Regions from separate parts of the Pan troglodytes genome. Here region 2 is linked to region 1. A link is a contact called in public HiChIP or PLAC-seq data. All regions are on one chromosome and are shown on one strand. The core of a region is the stretch at or near the end of the contact, and the rest is flanking DNA. Distances in the headings are between cores, read along the strand shown.

Evidence for each region. HiChIP or PLAC-seq counts read pairs in DNA pulled down with a chosen protein or histone mark.
Region 2: an H3K4me3 HiChIP or PLAC-seq map of stem cell-derived excitatory neurons shows a contact between it and region 1, with 12 times the contacts expected there. The contact joins the promoter of MIX23 here to the promoter of POLQ in region 1. A contact is called at or near these places in 1 of 7 Hi-C or Micro-C datasets (stem cell-derived neural progenitor cells) and 1 of 1 datasets of contacts at active chromatin or transcription factors (stem cell-derived excitatory neurons).

What each region holds. Positions count from the first base shown.
Region 1 is chr2:124,828,284-124,835,676 of NHGRI_mPanTro3-v2.0_pri, reverse strand. It overlaps POLQ (DNA polymerase theta), which reads left to right and starts at 2,491. Exons shown (of 29, transcript XR_010155309.1): 1 at 2,491-3,540; 2 at 4,349-4,528.
Region 2 is chr2:125,654,817-125,661,297 of NHGRI_mPanTro3-v2.0_pri, reverse strand. MIX23 (mitochondrial matrix import factor 23) reads left to right here and starts at 2,741. Exons shown (of 6, transcript XR_010155324.1): 1 at 2,741-2,834. FAM162A (family with sequence similarity 162 member A) reads right to left here and starts at 2,044. Exons shown (of 5, transcript XM_016941747.3): 1 at 1,711-2,044. The coding sequence starts at 1,744.

The DNA of each region.
Region 1 (7,393 bases), core at 1,242-3,741:
ACTCAGACCTTGAAGAATCTTTTTTTTTTTTTTTTGAGACTGAGTCTTGCTCTATCACCCAGGCTGGAGTGCAATGGTGTTGTAGCAGGATGAGCTGCAGACAAAACTTCTCAGACACCGAGTTGTAGAAGGAAGGGCTTTATTCAGCTGGGAGCATCAGTGAGCTACTATCTCAAAATCCAAGCTCCCCAAATGCACAGTTTCTGTCCTTTTTAAGGGCTCACGACACTAAAGTTTTCGTACGAAAGGATCGTGGTTGATTGAGCAGTCTAGGGGTATGTAACAGGGGTTTCATGCACTGGTATTCAGAAAGAAACAGAACAGGGCAAGGAGTTTCACAGTGTTCTTCTATACAATGTGTGGAATCTATGAATAACATCAGTTTCTAAGTTATGAGTTGATTTTTAACTACTGGGTTGAGGCCTGGCAGGCCCAGGCCTGGTTTCGGGCGTGGCGCCGGGCTGCTGGTCTTTGGTTTTACTTCCTTGTTGGTTTTTTTTTAAAAAAAAAACAAAAAAAAACAAACAGGTACTGAGTATAATACAATATAAAACAATATGAGAGGGTCTCTCTCTTCCCAATATGAGAGGGTCTCTCTCTTCCCTCAGTGTGATCCTGGCTCACTGCAACTTCTACCTCCTAGATTCAAGCCATTCTCCTGCCTTAGCCTTCCAAGTAGCTGGGACCACAGGTGCACCACTAGGCCTGGCTAATTTTTGTATTTTTAGTAGAGACAGGGTTTCACCATGTTGGCCAGGCTGGTCTCGAACTCCTAACCTCAAATGATTCGGCCTGCCTTGGCCTCCCAAAGTGCTGGGATTACAGGTGTGAGCCACTGCACCCGGCCTCCTTGAAGAATTATCACAGACAAAATTCCAAGGAACACGAGTTTAGACACAATACAGATGGAAAATGCTTCTGGTATTTTAATATTAGTTATTATGATAACTGTTAGCATAAACATCTTTAATATTTTTGAGAAATAGCCTTCTATTCTCCATTTTCAGAGTTTTTCTGAAAAAATTAGAAATGTTGAACATTTAAAATAAATTATATATTTTAAAATATTCTCTAGGCTTTTGGTAGGATGACATAAAACTTTCAATTCCTTTCTAATTATTTTTCTGATTTGATCATAGTTCACCTAATAATAAAAACAGAATAGCTTTGTAAGAGATTTTTCTAGTTTAGCCTTTTCCCAGCAAAATGCTGAATTTAAATTGGGAGCTATATTAGAACATCTAAATATTTTCTCTGAATAGTATTTATTATGTGCCGGCACTATTCTAAGTACTTTACACATATTGACTTACTCAGTCCTCAAAATAACCAAATAGGTTGTTACAATTATTATCTCTATCATACAGACAAGGACATGGAGGCACAAAAGGGTTACGCTGTAATCCCAGCACTTTGGGAGGCGGAGGTGGACGGGTCATTTGAGGTCAGGAGATCGAGACCAGCTTGACCAACATGGTGAAACCCTGTCTGTACTAAAAATACAAAAATTAGCCAGGTGTGGTGGTGCAGGCCTGTAATCCCAGCTACTTGGGAGGCTGAGGCAGGAGAAACGCTTGAACCTGGGAGGCAGAGGTTGCAGTCAGCAGAGATCAAGCCACTGCACTCCAGCCTGGGCGACAGAGTGGGACACTCCGTCTCAAAACAAACAAACAAACAAAAAATGGGTTAAGCAAGTTGCCCAAGATCTCACAGCTACTAAGTTTCAAACCTAGACTGACTGCCTCCAGAGTTGCACTGTTAACCCTTAAGTTACACTGCATCTGAGAAAGTTCTTTCTTGGCTACAATCTAGGGGTCTCTCTCTTTTTTTTTTTTTCTTTTTTTGAGACGGAGTCTTTCTTTGTCGCACAGGTTGGAGTGCAGTGGTGCGATCTCGGCTCACTACAACCACCGCCTCCCAGGTTCAAGCGATTCTCCCGCCTCAGCCTCCAGAGTAGCTGGGATTACAGGCACCCGCCATCATACCCGGCTAATTTTTTGTATTTTTGTAGAGACTGGGTTTCACCATGTTGGCCAGGCTGGTCTAGAGCTCCTGACCTCAGGTGATGCACTCATCTCGGCCTCCCAAAGTGCTGGGATTACAGGCGTGAGCCACCACGGCCGGCGAGATCTCTTTTATTTCTTTAATAGTACTCTTCATTTCTGCCCGAGCATATGGCACACTTCATTAACTGACTTGTTTAATGTCTGCCTTATTCTCTAGACTCTTTCTCTTTGAGAGCAGGAACCATTTTATGCCATTTCACTGCCATTTACCCAGTGGCTAGCTTACAGTAGATACTCAGTAAATAGTTGTTGATTGCGTAAAAGGCCAAGAGAAAAATGTTTCATTCACGGAGTAATGTCGCCATCTCGTGGAACTTTAGAATATTGTCATTTAAATCAAAAAAATGTTTTCACGGAAGGAATTGATGGTTCGAATGCTATTTTCCAGATTGTATTCGAGTGTTTTTTTTTTTTTTTTAATTGGACTGGACCTTTTGAGATTTTTAGTGCTCTAGAACTGCACAGCCTCTTCAGGTCAGGCTTAGGGCCTACTAGGTTTGCTTGGTGAAATGAATTATGCAACTAGGTAATGGATGGTCACCGTTTTACGTTCAGAACTCGTTCGCTTCTACCTTTACAAAAGGGACAACACAGATGCATTACTAAGCTCTTGGCTCATAACGATCCCTGGGGTATATTCAGAGCCCCTTCCTCGCGGCGTTCATACAGTGTCTCAGGGGTCTGTCAGCCAGCAATCCCCAATTCCTCATTACATATTCCTCACAATGCATGCTGGCTAAAATGGAAATTGTGTTCAGAAATAGCCCTGCCCTACCATCATATACTAGGAGAAAGGAGGAAATTATGCTCTATTAGAAACCCTAGGCTATCTTGCATAATGCTTCTCAATCTGAAATAATTTTTTACAGAATACCAATACGTTAAGAAGAGCTACTTCCCTGATCTACCTATTATGGGCAGCCCATTTTATGAAGTTAGCATGGCCTTCCTATTCAAACCAGAAATGGACAAAAAGAGAAGGAAGGCTTTTAGGTCAGTATGGTTATAACTATAGATTCTGTATTCTTCCTCTTTAATCTAGCTCTCATATTAACCAACCAGGACGTTGGAGGCCGGAAGTCTTAGACGCCAGCGAGAGCCGCTCCTTCCCCACGAGTCTATGGCTTTCGGGTTACTTAAGCCACGGAGAACTCTATGGTTCCGGGGCGGGCCGGGAGGTTTGAGTTTGAAGACTGGCGGGAAGATGCCCGCAGCTGTTGCCAGGCCAGGGTTCTCCCGAGAGGGAGGACGCTGGGACTGCGGCTTGCCCTGATCGGCCGAGAAGGGTTTGCCATGAATCTTCTGCGTCGGAGTGGGAAACGGCGGCGTTCAGAATCAGGCTCAGATTCGTTCTCGGGAAGCGGCGGTGACAGCAGTGACAGCCCCCAGCTCCTCTCCGGGTCCGTGCTGAGCCCGCCGCCCGGCCTGGGTCGCTGCCTGAAGGACCGCGGCCGTCAGTCGGCCGCAGCTGCAGGTGCTCCAGGAACCCGGGAGGCCGCGGGCAACGGGGGCAGCTCCGCCGGGCCATGGGTCGGGAGGTGTCCTCACCCCACGGGGCTTGCTTCGTTGCATACCCTATTGGGCTTCTACTCCCCTTCTCCGTGACTGGGGCCTGGTGTGGCAGGTCACTTTCTGTTCAGACATACGCGTGTTTTCAGTGATCGCCTGGTATTAATGTTCACGTGGCTTCTGGATCTTTCGACCTTTACAGAAACAACTTCCTAGTTAGCTTCATCCCATCATCTGTTGGGGGGCTCGTTCCTCGTAGTACCCAGTACTCCTTACAGACCCTTAAGACAGGATTGTTGGGCCTGGAGTACGGCACAGGCTGTTCGGCATCCAGGGGAAGGCTGGAAGGGATTCGTAATGAGATTGGTTGGGTGTCCCGTGGATGTCGACCCAGTTTTTAAAAATCGTTAGTTGTGCAGTCGTCATGGAACTAAAACTTACTATAAATAGAAACTCACCTAACTTAGCTTTGTAATGCTTGCATATTGCCCTCCTCCCCCAACTACACCCGTAATTCCAACACTCTTTATCTACTGTGTATTGCACGCTTTTTTGTTCGTTTGAGGCTTTTAAGGAATTTTTATTATATGCAGTAAATAACAATTTATTACTTTTCTATACATGGTCAATTTCTCATAAGATTCTTGAAGTCAGGATGTGCTTTAAAGAGCTTCATTTCAACACATAGGAATTCCAACACACGGTGAAGGGCTAACTGTAAAACTCATATATTAGAAGTAAATTAAATTTTAATTTTTTCTTTTTCCTAAAAGGAGAATGCAAGCCTACAGTTCCTGACTACGAAATAGACAAGCTACTATTGGCAAACTGGGGACTTCCTAAAGCAGTTCTGGAAAAATACCACAGTTTTGGTGTAAAAAAGATGTTTGAATGGCAGGCAGAGTGCCTTTTGCTTGGACAAGTCCTGGAAGGAAAGAATTTAGTTTATTCAGGTATCCAAATTTATGTAAACTAATTACTATTTTTAAGATATGAATGTAAAGAATACTCTATTGAGGTAGTTGTGGTTTGTTTAAAAGGTGAATGAGGCAGTGCTTTATAACTAGAGAAAATCGTACAATATGTGTGAAAAATGGAGTTTTATTATTTATATTTAAATTACAAAAGTTTTATTGTTTGACTGGGGTGGAGGGAAGCAAGAAAAATGACAATTTAAAGAGTGGGCAATTCTGCCTGCCATTATTCTCAACAAACATATATCCCAGTGAGTGTGCAATGGGAGATGTAAATCTGCCCTTCCCCTGTTTGATCCTGGTTGCTTTTCAGGGTATGAGCATTATCATTATATGTTTGTTAATTTACCTTTTTTTTTTCTTGAGATAGAGTTTGTCTCCAGGCTGGAGTGCAGTGGCGCTATGTGGGCTTACTGCAACTTCCACCTCCCAGGTTCAAGTGATTCTCCTGCCTCAGCCTCCCAAGTAGCTGGAATTACAGGTGTGCGCCACCAGGCCCAGCTACTTTTTTGTATTTTTAGTAGAGATGGGATTTCACTGGGTTGGCCAGACTGGTCTTGAGCTTCTGACAAGTGATCTGCCTACCTTAGCCTCCCAAAGTGCTGGGATTATAGGTGTGAGTCACCGTGCCCAGCTATAGATTGACCTGTTTGTACAGGGTTGTATATACAAACAACAAGTAATATACTTTATATAAAATTTTTATGGGTTTTCTTTTTTTTTTTTTGAGATGGAGTCTTGCTCTGTCGCCCAGACTGGAGTGCAATGGAGTTGTCTCGGCTCACTGCACCCTCTGCCTCCCGGGTTCAAGTGATTCTCCTGCCTCAGCCTCCTGAGTAGCTAGGATTACAGATGCCCGCTGCCATGCCTAGCTAATTTTTGTATTTTTAGTAGAGACGGGGTTTCACATCTTGGTCAGGCTGGTCTCGAACTCCTGACCTCAGGTGATCCACGCACCTCAGCCTCCCAAAGTCCTGGGATTACAGGCATGAGCCACCATGCCCGGCCCTATATGGGTTTTCATGGGCAACTATGGCATACACAATTTTTAACTCGTGCTTACTACACTGACTTTAAATCTAATCATTTGGTAAGATGCAATTCCTTTGTGTCAGTTTTCTCCGAAATTATGAGTCACACAGATTTTTCATTATGGCTGTAAGGACGAATTAAATAATTATCAGCAGATATAAGTTCAGGCAGTGGAATTAGACTGGTTGGATTTGAAAACTATCACTTACTGGCTATGCAGCCTCACAGATTACTTAGGAAGAGTGAGAGAGTGTGTATGTGTTTGTGAGTATGTGTGCCTCGGTAGTACTTAGAGTTGATTAAATTATTTCATATATAAAAGCTCAGAACAGTTTTTGGCACATAGAAAGTACTTGTATTGTGAAAAGGCATTACAAAAAATAAAATACTTGTAAATGCTAAGAAGTCATAGTTAGTGGCAGTGGCATAATTGCTTGACCATTTCAATTGCTTGAAACTGAAACTTGGGTATCATTCAGAACTCTGGTCACCAGCTTATACAATTAAACACCAAGTCCTGGTGTCTGTTACCTCATATATCTCTTGCTTCTGACTCCTTTCTGTTTTTAGGTCCATTACCTGGTACAGCTCATTATCATCTTCTAGATTATGCAATAGCTTTGAAACTAGTTCATTCTTTTCCTCTGATCTTGCCCTGCTCCTGCAGCCAAAGTGGTCTTTTTTTTTTTGATGGAGTTTTGCTCTTGTTGCCCAGGCTGGAGTACAATGGCACAATCTCAGCTCACTGCAACCTCTGCCTCCCGGGTTCAAGTGATTCTCCTGCCTCAGCCTCCGGAGTAGCTGGAATTACATACAGGCGCCTGCCACCATGCCCGGCCCCAAAGTGGTCTTTTTAAAAAAAATTTTTGTTTAAATTTTTTGTAGAGATGGGGGTGGCACTGTGTTGTCCAGGCTGGTCTTGAACTCCTGGGCTCAAGTGATTCTCCCAAAGTTTTGAGATTACAGGCATGATTCACTGTGCCCAGTCCAAAGTGATCTTTATAAAGTACAAATATGATCTTGTCACTCCTTTTCATAAAACTCATCAGTCACACTGCATTGCTTTCAGGACAAGGTTTAAACTCCTTAAATGGTGGGATTATAAACCTTTCTTGTGGCACTTTCATATCTCTTCTTTTATACCCCTGGGGTACTTTATACTCCATGCTTACTAAATTACCTTCTGTGTTATCTGAACATGCCAGGCTTTCTTCTAGGCCTTTGTACCATATGCTGTTTCTTAGGCATGGCATTCCTTTTCTCTTCCTTTCTTTTTTCTTTTTTTGGAACAGAGTCTCACTGTATCACCCATGCTAGAGTGCAATGGCGTGACTGCAACTCACTGCAGCCTCCTCTTCCTGGGTTCATGTGAACCTCCCAAGATGCTGGGATTACAGACATACAACACCTTGCCCATCGTGGCCTCCCAAAGTGCTGGGATTACAGGTGTCAGCCACCACCCTGGCCTCCTCTTGCTTTCTTCCTTACCTTCTCATAAATTCTGTTTCATTTCCATAAGATTCCTTGCAACTTTTTTCCTTCCACTTCTTTTTTTTTTTTTCCTTTTTGAGACGGAGTCTCTCACTGTCGCCCAGGCTGGAGTGCAGTGGGGTGATCTCGGCTCACTGCAACCTCTGCCTCCCAGGATCAAGTGATTCTTGTGCCTCAGCCTCCTGAGTAACTGGGATTACAGGTGCCCGCCACCACGCCCAGCTATTTTTTTTGTTGTTATTTTTATAGTAATAGAGATGGGGTTTTACCATGTTGTCCAGGATGGTTTCAAACTCCTGACCTCAAGTGATCCCCCAGCCT
Region 2 (6,481 bases), core at 1,492-3,991, 830 kb before region 1:
ATTTTTTGGCAAAGAGATCCTGGACAAGTCATCTCTGACCTATGTTTCTTCATTTATAAAGTGTGGGAGGAATAAGACTTACCTGAGAGGGCTGCTATGGGAAATCCATCCAACAAAATAATGTATATGAAAGTATTTAGCTATGAAGTGGGTGAAAGGCAGTAGGTTGTTGCGGAGTTGCTCACAAAGCATCAGACATTTGTGGAAGATCATATGGAGAGAGCTGCTCATATAACATCCTTAGTGTGCTATTAAAAATTTTATATCTGAAGTAAAATAAATTGTTCTTAAATCACTCAAGGAATTCTGCTTTGGTTAAGTGGTCAATAGTGAAGTTTTTACACATCAGAAGTTTGCAGAGATGCAAAAATAAATTTATGCAAGATGCATAAATATATTCTCAAAGCAAGAAGATGAACTACTTACAATATACTCAGTATTAGTTCAAAGATGTCAAAGTAGTTCCAAGATGTCAAAGTTCTTTTCATGCAGTCCATTTTAACTTTTTTACAGAGCAATGATCCTTTCACTTGCCTTGTTGAAAAGCTTCATAATGTTAATAGGATGTACAGAAGATATTTTAGGTGAATTAGTTCAACAAAACTGACAAAATCAATGAAATCATAGTATTGAGGATTTTAGTGGAAGAAGTGTTTGCTTTTAAAGGAAGTAAATATAATAATACTCTCTAGTTTGAGACATGTTTTCCAGTCCATTCTCCACCGGAACACCAGATAAGCTGTGTAAAGGATAATCTTGAGGTGGGGAAGGTTACGTATCAAACTTGTGAAACTATGCAACATTCACTCTTTTTTTTTGCATTACTTCATTTACATTTACAATATATATTTATATTATTTGAATAGCCAAGTTTGGGGCTATTTTTCCTTTAAAAATTTAATTAACAACTTTTTAATAATGTAGTGTGTGCCACTGAACAAAAGATCTCTGGTACCCAGAAAAGAGTCAAAATGCAAGCCCTCTGATTTCTCAACCCCTACTATGCCAAGGCTCTGCTGGTTCTCCCCAAAAAAAAAAGAATTAAGCTTTCATTACCTAAGTCCAAAATAGTCATCACACAAATGTCTACCACCAAAACAAACTGCAGATCCTTCAATTACACACTTCCTCCAAGAAATTCGAATCAATTAATTGTATAAGTGTTTAAAAGTAATGTATCCTCCATTTTAAGAAAACAATTATTATTAATCTCTAAGACCTAAATCCTTGGCCTAATCAGACATTTAATGAGTGGGGAAACTTCAGACTGGAGGTTTTCTGGGATAAACTCCAGAGAGGAAGGAGCAGGGGGAAGAGGGAAGACTCAAGGAGAGCAATAGATAAGGGAGGTTAGGGTGGAAAGCTGAATGCATGGGTAAAGGGGAGGTCTAGGGATAGTAGGTGCTTTACAGACTGAGCTCAGGGGAGGCTGAGGACGGGGGTGGGGAGAAGGGTAGGCGCGTGGGCAGTTAAGTTGGTGGGAGCTGGGTGGATGGAGATGAGGGTAATTCACGGGCAGTCTCCAATGCCTATCAGCAGCTGCTCACCTAGTTCCCTCCCGCATGGCTACTAAGTAGGTAGGATTCCGAGGAACCGAGAAAGTGCGTCATGGAATGGAGCCACTCCGGGGCCCAGGAAGGCTTCAGGATTCCCCCACCCGCAGCGGCCGGGCCAGCTCCCCTACCTCCCATATCCCGACTGGCGTCTCACCTGCTGCCAGGCGCAGACCGCTGAGGCTCCCCATGGCCACTTGCTACTCCGCCGACCAGCGCAGAACTTCGCCGGGGACGGTGGCGCTGGTGAGCTCAATGTCACCCAGCGTTGGAGTGGGAAGGACGCAGGCGGCGCCGGGGGGCGGGGCGTGCGCGACGCGGTGTACAGGCCTGCGCCAGTGCGGGGCGTGCAGGACGTGCGCCACGCGCTGGAGACCCGCGGCGCCAGCCTAGTGCCCCTGGCGCCGCATCCTGAGCCAGCCTCGGAGATGGTCCTGTGGAGTGTGGCGCCGTGGGCCCTTGCCCTAGCGGATATGTACCCATGGGAGTACCTGTGTGAAATAGAAAGGAAATGTGCAACTTTCGTGATCTGTAAACTCCCGAAATACACCAGATAAACCAGTATTCCAGTATGCCGCTCTTCCAGTGTTTTCAATGAACATATGCTTTTATCAGAAAACACATAATTGGACTCTGCTCAGTGGCCCTATCTCTTGTTGGAGCATCCCTCAGGCTAATCTGAGAAATTAACATGTATGTTTTCAATTTGTTTTCTATTTACCTATTTTCTAAAAACATTTGATCATCTCCATCCTAAACACTTTACTCATACCCACCCACACTGCCAGAAATGCCGTTTTTTCTTGACGTTTCATAGTGGTCCCAAATTCTTAACAAAGACCCCTCTGCTCCAGGGTCCGGGGAGGAGGTTAGGCACTGGAGTGAGAGGTATTAGAAAGGCCTCACTTGCCTAGATTTCCTTCAACGACCTGGTAGGGGAACCACAAGGAAATTGTTTCCCTTTTGTGAAAAGATGGGATTGGAGTAAACAGTCCCTTCAAGGTCTGACAATCTGATCCATGTATCTGGCCCAGTTCCAGGAGGACATGTTAAAAGGGTTGGGACAGCAGGGTGACAGGTTCCGAGGTGGATGCGGACCACGTTGAACTCAAGCCTTGCACTCAGCTTTCCTAAGGATTCCCCTCGTACTATATTTTTTGTCAGGCGGCTCCGCGGTCACCTTTGCTCCGCGGTGATTGGCCTGCAGCGGGGTCCTCGTGTTTGTCCAATATGGCGGCGCCCAGTGGCGGTGTGAACTGTGAGGAGTTCGCCGAGTTCCAGGTGATGGGGTTTTCCTCATGTGGCAGGCATGTGCCTCCTTTTGTCCCCAGACCCTATTCCCTGCTTTGCGAGGGAGTATGAACCAGCTTTGGAAAAAGCGGGCAATTCAAAGCTCTTTTCTCGAGCCATTGGAGGTCATGGGGGGCGCGGGTTTGGCCTTAGGGAGCGAGGTTGCTCTGTAGGAGGAGGGAGGAGGGGGGTCATAGTTCTCTCCGCGGCTCTCCGGCCTTGACTGGGAAGCTCTGGGTAATCTGCTGTGGTAAAGCTCGGGATGCGTGGATAAGGATTGTAACAATCTTGTAGCAGTTCCCTGAACTCAGTTTCCAGCTTCTGCCATTCCTCTCCTACTTTTGTAAGTAGAGTTTCTGTGGGAGAGAAGAAGGTGCAGAAGAGCTATTTAGTTGATAAAACAAATACTTGGTGCAATTTACTATTTTTGTGGGACAGGACGTATGGAAGCTTGGAGGGAGGATTAATTATAGTACCTGCTCTAGTATCATTGCCCATTAGAGAAGATGTAATATTTAAAGGTTTTGCCTTTTTATGTTCAAATATCAGAGACCTAGGGCTAATTATTAACACCTGAATGCAAGAATAGGGATCTGGTTTTGACCAAGTTGCCATTAAAGTTATCTGTTCCAATTCAGTCATAAATGTGCTTCTGTTTAGTTACAAAGTTGAATTCCAAAATCATGATCTTAAATATGTATTGCATTATTAACTAACCCAAGATACTGAAAAATTGACCTATCTGTAGTAAGCTTTGTACTTTGAACGGTTTGAAGGTAGTGGTATTCTTGAATACTGCCTCAGCCTCCCTGTAGCTAGGACTACAGGCACGTGTCACCACGCCCGGGTAATTTTTTAAAAGAAATTTTGTAGCGACAGTGTCTCACCAAATAATCCTCTTGCCTCGTCCTCCCAAAGTGTTGGGATTACAGGCGTGAGTCACCACGCCCGGCCTAAAGTGTTTAAAATTTTTGCAACTCTTACTTTTTCATTATAAAAATTAGATTTAGTACTTCTGTAAAATATCCTATTTCCAAATTGAAATAAAATCCAGAAAAGAATGTTTAAAATCGAGTGCCTAGAATCCCATTTTAGCATGCATTCAAGAATTTATTAGATACTGTATTAGTCCGCTAGGGCTGCCATAACAAAATACCACAGGCTAGGTGGCTTAAACAATAGAGATTTATTTTTTCACAGTTCTGGAGACTAGAAGTCCAAGATTAAGCTGCCATCAGTTTCTAGGCTATACAGTTTGATTTAAGGGGGGAAAAAGAGTGCCATCAGAATTAGTTATAGTAAGGCTTCTCTTCCTGGCTTGTAAATGGCTGCTTTCTCACCATGTCTTCTCTATGTCACTATCTCTTCTCTGTGCCTGCACCTGGAAGGAGAAGGATCTCTGCTATCTCTTCCTCCTCTTTTTATTTTTTTTTTTTTATTTTTTTTTTTAAGACAGAGTCTCGCTCTATCCCCCAGGCTGGAGTGCAGTGGCACAATCTTGGCTCACTCCAACCTCCACCTCCCGAGTTCAAGCGATTCTCCTCCTGAGTAGCTGGGATTACAGGTGCCCACCACCATGCCCGGTTAATTTTTGTATTTTTAGTAGAGATGGGGTTTCACCATGTTGACCAGGCTGGTTCCAAACTCCAGACCTCAGGTGATCCACACCCCTCTCAGCCTTCCGAAATGCTGGGATTACAGGCGTGAGCCATGGCGCCCAGCCTATCTCTTCCTCTTCTTATAGGGACATCAGTTCTATCGGATTAGGGCCCACCCTTATGACCTCTGTTTAACCTTTATTACATACCTCAAGGCCTTATCTCCAGATACAGTCATGTTGGGGATTAGGGATTCATGAATTTTGGGGACACACAATTCAACCTGTAACAGATACCTACTAGTCTCCTGGCACTTGCGGAAACCCAGTGGATGGAGTATAAAACAAGGAACGTAATCTAAGTAGGGCTATAAAATGTAGAAAATATTGGGAAAAAAAAAGAATAAAATGCTGAAAGAATTTAGAGAGTTGGGCCTTAGGCAGGCAGGGACTAGGGGTATTCTAGGCAGAGGCAATAGGATAATAGACAAAAAAGTTTTATGTATTTAAGGGAAATAGAAAATCAGTATTGCTAGAACACATTATTCATACAGGGGCACATTGGGATTACACAAGATTGCAACCAGATTTGTGGAAAGCCTTGTGTGTCAAGTGTGAGTTAGGGAGTCCTTTTTGGGCAGAGGGGTGAGATGATCAAAGAGGTGCTTTAGGAAGATTCATCACTACTGCCAGTGGCTTTGTTTAGGCCCATATCATTTTTGAAACTAGCTTTGCAACAGGCCTTCCTATCTTCTGGCACTTTTTTTCTCTACTATATTCCCCCTTCAATCTAATCTCCATAATACTGTGGCATATGCTATTATATTCTGAATTTTATAATCTAAGCTATGCTTTTGAGTTTTGGGTTCGTATGACTAGATATAAACTTCTTAACATGGCATATAAGACCTTTTAAAATCCAATCCCAAAGTGCCTCTTGTCATGTCTCTTATTATTGTCCTCATACGTGTCTCTTTCATCATACCCACCCCCCAGCACTTCAACATGCATGTTTAAATATTAGTATTTCTATTAGGAATATTCATTGACACATAAGTGATTTTTGAATCACATTGTAATTAGGTACTAAATAGGTTATTTTCTAGCATCAATGATGGTTTCTTTTATGCTTACAGGGCTGCTTTCTATTCCTGTCCTGGGGATGCTGGGTGTTAGAGGACTCTGGCAGTCGTAGACAAGTTTGTGTTTCTGGTTTGGGGGAAGCACCGTGGGAGCTTTGATGTAAAAATAGAGTTTGAGGAACCAGATCTGTCTGAAAAGAGCATCATGTAAAAGGGACTTTGATGTCAAGTACCAATGACATTACTTCTGGGTACCATCAGGCAAAGGGAGAGGAGAGGAAAGGTTAAGGGAGTTCCATATCATTCTTTGGAGTACAGTGTATTTTAGTTATATAATGGCCCCTTTCCTACTCCTCACCCCTATGTACCCTAAAAAATATGTAGAATTATAAAATAACTTTACCTGAGAATGAATCTTAGGAATAGACTATAGTATAATTGTAGGGGCAACAGAAAGTTTTCTCTACCCCTGCCCACTACTAAATATAGGCACTCCTTCAATACCTAAATTGCCTTCCAAGAGGATGAGATTTTTACCCCACCAATTAGAGAGAAGACATAAAATGCATTCCAAGAAAAACGCCTGCATAATTTCAGAGTCAGCCTACAATGAGAGGTTCATGATATATCAGATCTCTTCTTGTTTTGAGGAGGATGAAAGATAGAAGAAGCTGGGGGTATACAGAATTTATAAAGTTATCTTTGGCTGTGATTTAATGTTTAGAAGCTCATGAGGGTTCTACACAAGATGCAGCCTTCAGAGAACCATTGAACTGTGTGTATTTCTGTGTTATTTCTGTGGACAGGTGTTGCAGTTTATTGTGTATAATGTCTGTTCTGTTCAGGGGTGTCTTCTATGTATTTTCTTGGTGAATTTCTGGACAGGAGTGTATGCCATTGGGGCTAAGCCTCAGGTAGGTAGTCAGTAATTCCTTATGGATGATCCACATAATTCAATG